Regions from separate parts of the Oryctolagus cuniculus genome. Here region 2 is linked to region 1. A link is a contact called in public Hi-C data. All regions are on one chromosome and are shown on one strand. Each heading gives the region's core, a stretch centred on a gene start, on an enhancer-like site or on the middle of the called end of the contact. The rest is flanking DNA. Distances are from core to core; before and after follow the strand shown.

Region 1 (2,943 bases), core at 304-2,803:
ACCACCACCCTTTGCGTAGTGCGAGGTAGTGCGAGGCAGCGCGGGAACTGCCCGAGTCTTAGAAGCTCTGCTAGGAGCGAGGCTTCGGGGGCTGCAAAGATGGCCCCCTTCCGCAAGGGCACGACTGGGAACCTCAAGTCGAGGGCTCATAGGGAAGGTGGTGACTTAGTGGAGTCTTTGAAGTGTGGAGGAGGATTTGCTAAGGGAGAAAAAAGGCAGCCTGAACTAGTTATTTTGGGGGTGAAACAGTCACATATTTTTACAGCTGCTCACTTGGGACTTTACATCGAGGGAGGCTCCTTAGACTCGGCACCCCGGGTCTGTGCTCTTTCTCTTTTTATCTTAAATACCAAAATGCTCAAGCCCAGCTGGAGCTGAGCCAGGAAATCCCAGGACGAGGTGAGCGCTGGCCCAATCTGCTCTGTCACCGGCAAGCCCAGCCAGCCCGGGGAGCCCAGACCTGCTGTCCTCGAAGCTGGGAGAGGAAGGCTCACCGCACACTCTGGGGGCTCCCGGGTGGGGCGGGGGGGCAGTCCGGATGCAGGCAGGCATCGCCGGGAGCTGCCACCCAGAGCTTCCCCGCTCCCGAACTGGGAGGCTCCCGGTCCACCTGTGACAGGGAGGCCAGCTCTGCAGGGGGGGAATGGGGGGGGGGGGGGGAGGCAGTGGACTGCGAAGCCCTGTGGTATTAAGGGAGATCATCTTAACAAAATGCTTAGCAAGATCCCAGCACACAGCAAGCACGCTACTGTCATTATTATCCTCATTACAGCAACACCTCCATTGCACTCCGACAGCAAGAACACACCCGATCTGTAGCCTGCTTTAGCGACGTTTAAGAACAATTTTCGAGGTAACAAGTGCATTTCAAACAAAAAAAAAAAAAAAAATTTAAGGTCCGAGATCAAATTCCAAGTGCACTGGCCCCAGAGCCGGCAGAGCCACTTGTCAGCCGCGTGACCTTGGAAACCGCACTTCGCCTCTCCGTGCCTCAGTTTCCTCCGCTGCCTTAAAGTGGAGCTCAGAGGCCAATCTCCCACCAGGTGGTCGCGGGATCCCGCCCCCGGGTGCCCGCTGCCGCTTCGGGCCTGCACGGGTGCAAGGAGAGCCCGCGGCCCACCGAGCTCCGCCACCCGCACAGCGGGAGAAGGGGTCGCACTCGCAGGGAGTCCCCGCGGCCCAGGGTGGCGGCGCCCGGAAAGGATGCAAGCAGGTGGGCACCGGGAGCGGCCGAGGGGGGCCGGGCTGACCCAGGTCCGGAGTGCGGGCGGGGTGGAGGGCTCCGGGGGCTCGACGGAGGCTGGCAGCGCCGGCCCCCAGCCCCCGCCGCGCGGCGCACACGAGGCGGGGAAGAAGCAGGGAAGAAGAGAGACGCCCCCGCATGCGGCGCCGCGCGCCCCCCGGGGGCCGGGCTGAGGCGCTCACTCACCTGAGGCGCGGGCACCCGCCGTCAGTGCAGCAGCGGCGGCGGCGGCGGCGGCGGCGAGAGGGGCGGGGGAGGCGCTGCGGCCGCGCAGGCGCGCTGAGGATGCCGGGGCCGCGCAGGCGCGCCGCTCCTGCCTGCCTCGGGAACTACCGAGAAGATGGTGGCGGCGCTGGGGAAAGCCTGGGGCGCCATCTTGGATGTAGTTTCTCTTGCTGCGGAGTCGGCTGAAATCTGAATCGGAGCGGCCAAGGTACGTGCGGCCACAGCCTCCTCCCCTTCTCCGAGTCCCGTCCCCACGAAGGCCGCAGGAAGCCTCGCAGAGTGTCATCCTCTTCCTAAGGCGGTCCAGAGACGCAGCCGAAGCCACAGGGCGCGTGGAAGAAGGCTTACTGACCAGTGAGTGGACGCAGTAAACAAAATCGAAACCCAAGACTTGGGGCTCCTAACACCTAGGGCTGTGCCAGGACCCCTGGCGCTGCACTGCCCCTCCCTGGAGGATGGCCCACGCGAAGCGTAATTATCTATTTAAATAATAACGCCGAAACGTGCAGGACACAATTTCTCCCCTAAAGGGCTTATTTATTATTGATTGATTATACAAGTAACACTGCTAAAAGTGATATTCTTTTAACAAAATCAGGGAAAAAGGAACAAATAAATATCAACAGACCTCCCAGAGGGCAGTGGTAACACTGCTATTCACCGAGGACAATTCCTGAGCCAAACTTGAGTAAAGCTATTATCAATTAAGCACAGCCCTTTGTTATACTGCTAACATTTACTGAGTGCCATACTGGTTCTAGTCCACTCTGCTACTCTATGTCCTCAGTAAGCTATCTATGCTTGTGTTCCTCATCACAATAAAAAAATTGTTAAGTTATGAGACTGTGGTAAGGACTAAATAGTATGCATATAAAATGCTTAGAGTCCAATACTCCCTTTGTTCTATCATATGTAGCTGTTGAAAACAATCTAAACATTTATCTGAAAGGGGGAGAGAGAGAAAATCAATGTCTTCTCTGCTGGTTCACTCCCCACATGGCCTCAACAGCCTGGGCCCAGCCAGATCTACGTGGGTGGCACTGGGTGGTTCCGAGTATGGGGAGCTGCTTCCCCTTGTCAGTGTACTGCTCAGTACAGAAATAGAGTAAAGTCCCAAAGAGAGTGCAAAAGCAAAAAGCAGGTTCATTTACAGTAAGTGACAAAAGCTGAGCCTGGTGGGTTGGCCTCCTTCATGTAATTTTCTCCTTCCTCCCCCCTTATCGGTAACATCCTGGCCCTTCACCTGCTGCATTCAGTAGGAGGTTGTATTTGGATTGACTTCCCAGTCTGTCTATTAACTCAAAGGGGTGGGTAATTGGATTCTCCAGAGGGAGTTTTCTAGAATTTGCCCAAGATCCACTTTCTTTTTCCTAACTGCCTCAGAGACCGATTTTCCTTATACCAAGGTTCCAAGTACTTGGGCCATCCTCAGCTTCCTCCCCAGGCACATGCGCAGGAAGCTGGATCATAAGCTG
Region 2 (2,943 bases), core at 210-2,709, 100 kb before region 1:
CGCAGTGTGCACATCCAGGGCCCACCCTCAGCTAAGGCTTCTCAACCCTGGCTACACAGGCTTGTACACTGGGAGCCTTCAAAAACACACTTCTGATACTCGCCTTAATAGCCGAAAAGTGCACGCACCCAGCTGCTGGGTGGATAAGGAAGTACTGCGGATGCCACGTGGACGGACTTTATGCCAAGTGGGAGAATCCAGACACAGGAGCCGGTGGTGTCTGGTTCCATTTGTGCGGAATGTCCAAAATAGGCAAATCCATAGACAAAAATGGAATTCGCAGTTGCCAGTGGCTGGGGGAGGGGGAGGCGTGGGAAGGAACCAGTAATATGGACAGACTTTCTGCTCTAGGTGTTTCAGGATCAGTGGTGATGTTTCTACAGCTGAGTAAACCAAACCCCAAAGCTCTGGCTTGTACACTCTGGAATAGAAATTCTGTTCCAAAGTTAACTTCTTAACAAATTAACTCTTTGAAGGGTGGTATCAGGGCATCTTTTCCAGCCGTGAGACCCTCTGACGGGATGGTGGGGTTTCCAGTTGCTGCTGACCCTACACCTGCCGGTCGTACAGTAGTCTGTACTTAGATCACTTCCACACTGGAGCTCTACTTGGACTTGGGGGCGCAGGTTGCCGTTTGGCAGGGGTCTCTGGGAATACAGGGGACTCGCAAGCAGATTCTGCATCGGCTGCTCCTGGGGCTCGCCCGTGTGTACATTCTCACGTGGCATTGCTTGTGTGTGGAATCGGGCTGTGGGGACCCCGTGGCTGTGACATTGTCCTGCTCTCCAGGTCATCTGGATCATCTTCTACACTGCCATCCACTATGACTGAGGCTGCACAGCTCCCACCTGCTCCCCGCCCCGTCCAGAGGACCCTCTCAGTTACAGCACAGAAGCATAATTGTTGGGCCACCCCAGCCACGTGGGACCTGGAAGACCGTGTTTCCTGGACCGAGAGTCAGTGTGTTGGGTGTCTCTTCTGCAAGGGTTGTGACCTGAGACTTTTTAAGGAACCATTCACCTTCGGGAAGCACTTGTGAGTGAGGCCGTCCCCGCCCATTCCTTCTGGACACGTCTGAGACAGCCGTTTGCCGGGTGGAGCCGCCGTTCAGCCCGCCGCACCCCGGATCTGGATGAAGCATCGTCGTCTGCCTCGGTCTCCCGTCAGCTGTACAGTTTTTAAACTATCAGTGGCGTTTCAAGTCTTCTGAAGTCAGTCGGGCAGTATGTGCGTGGTCCGTAGCGCAGTACAACAGCATCTAATAACAGTTTCCATTGTAGAATGTTTTCAGATACTTGAATAAATCAAATCTTTAATTAATGAGAACCTGTTGAGATGCCTGGTAACGCCTCTCCCGCCCTTTCCCGCCCTCCAGGTAGCCTCGGGACTCATGAGCAAGCCCTGGGAGCCACCGCCCTGCTTCCCCAGCAGCCAGGCCCCATCTGCACGCAGCAGGGAGTCGGGCTGGAGCTGGTGTGCGCTGTGGAGGGAGAGGCTCCCCTCCTCCGGACGGCCTGCCCAGCGCTGCGGGTGGCTGCCCGGGCTGGACTCAAAGTGTTGTTTTTGCATTTGGCCACAAGATGGCAAGGCTGGGGTGACTGTGTGGCCAGATTTGAATGACAAACCACAGAAGGAAGTGGGGGTTGAGAGCTGGCACTGTGAAGGAGCTTGATGGGGGCCACGTGAGGATGGGGTCAGGTAGAGGCGGCAACCCAGGGTCTGCTGCCGGGGTAAAAGCCGTTGGGCCCTCAGTGTGCCTGCCTTCTGGGCCGCAGCCAGGCCTGCTGGGGGCGGTGTCGGGGAGGGCTTGACCCGGGTTATATTTAGTTGGGGCTGGTGAACGGGCCTCGGCAAGCAGGGGCCAAAAGTGGAGCTGCCGACCCCAGGGGAAGCCACTCTGCTCGGACTCGGGTTGCCATGGAGGTGACGGCCCCGGAGGAGGTCGGCGGCTTCCTGAGGCCCGCCCACCACGGAGCGGAGCGCAGGGCCTTACCTCTGGGGGCTCGGTCTGCTTGAGCTGGGTTCGAATTCTACGTGCTGCAGTCTGGGTTCCCCTTGCGCCCTCTGCTGTGGGCCTTGGCGTCGTCCAGGGAGCCGTCCGTCAGGCTCATGTAGGAGCTGAGGGACTCCCGGAGCCCCTCGCTCAGGAGAGACGCCTGGCCGGTGGCAGCCGACCCGTCAGAAAACAGGGCAGAGCTGTGTGAGACAGAGCCGGTCAGGGCGCCGCCGCCTCGTGGTCTCTGCTCCCCGTGCCTCCTGCCAGCAGGGGCAGAGGGTGCCCTGTCCCCCTCAGCCAAGGCCCCGGCCCTCAGGACTTCTTCCTGTCCAGGCTGCCCCTCCCTGGCCGCCTCGGGCCCACCCCGCCTTGCACGGTCCCAGGGTCCCTGTTTCCAGGAGGCCACCTACCTGTCCAGCTGGTCCCAGTTGAGGGGCGCCCTTTGCACAGTCACAGGGAGGGACCTGTCCCTGCCGGGGCGCGGGCCGGCGCTCTGCAGGGCACAGGGCTCCTTGAGGCGGCAGCAGATGTCGTCCGCCAGCTCTGAGGAAGAGACCCGGCGCCCTGATGTCGCGGCCCGGCCCTGCCTCAGCCCTGCATCCCTCCCTGGCTGCTTGCAGACGGGGGCCGGGGTACGCAGCACGGTCACGGGGTGACAGCGCAGAGGCCCGTCGGTTCCCGGGCCCCTTGATTCTGGTTAGGAAGGAGCCGCCTCCTGGGCGCCACCCCAGACACCCCGACCGGTGGTCCCGCGAGGGGGCTCCCCCTCTCCGCGCCCCTCACACGTCCCTGCTGGCTGTCCCCTGATACCTGTGACAGGACAGGCACCCGGAAGTGCCAAGAAGAATTATGGTACGGAATTGCCACAGCAACAGCTCTGAGCTTGCCTCCCACAGAGAGCACTCAGCCTGCCTGGGGGATTTGAAGCCAAACCGGCAGCGGCCGGG

Evidence for each region. Hi-C and Micro-C count contacts between places; a contact is called where the count stands out from the background.
Region 2: a Hi-C map of an unstated tissue shows a contact between it and region 1, with 2.8 times the contacts expected there. The contact joins the enhancer-like site here to the promoter of NDRG3 in region 1. A contact is called at or near these places in 3 of 6 Hi-C or Micro-C datasets (ear pinna, skin fibroblasts and an unstated tissue).

The regions. Positions count from the first base shown.
Region 1 is chr11:21,653,485-21,656,427 of mOryCun1.1, reverse strand. NDRG3 (NDRG family member 3) reads right to left here and starts at 1,553. Exons shown (of 15, transcript XM_070051877.1): 1 at 1,430-1,553. It overlaps LOC138844308 (a long non-coding RNA gene), which reads left to right and starts at 1,580. Exons shown (of 2, transcript XR_011379927.1): 1 at 1,580-1,822.
Region 2 is chr11:21,757,442-21,760,384 of mOryCun1.1, reverse strand. SLA2 (Src like adaptor 2) reads right to left here. Exons shown (of 9, transcript XM_002710821.5): 7 at 2,407-2,539; 8 at 1,994-2,196; 9 at 1-1,258. The coding sequence ends at 2,031. RAB5IF (RAB5 interacting factor) reads left to right here. Exons shown (of 4, transcript XM_002710779.5): 4 at 790-1,326. The coding sequence ends at 831. Among named protein-coding and RNA genes, the nearest start is that of RAB5IF, 8.0 kb to the left of the region's middle. Within about 2 kb of position 1,459, at least 1 of the 8 cell types and tissues checked has an H3K27ac peak or open chromatin away from gene starts, as enhancers often do.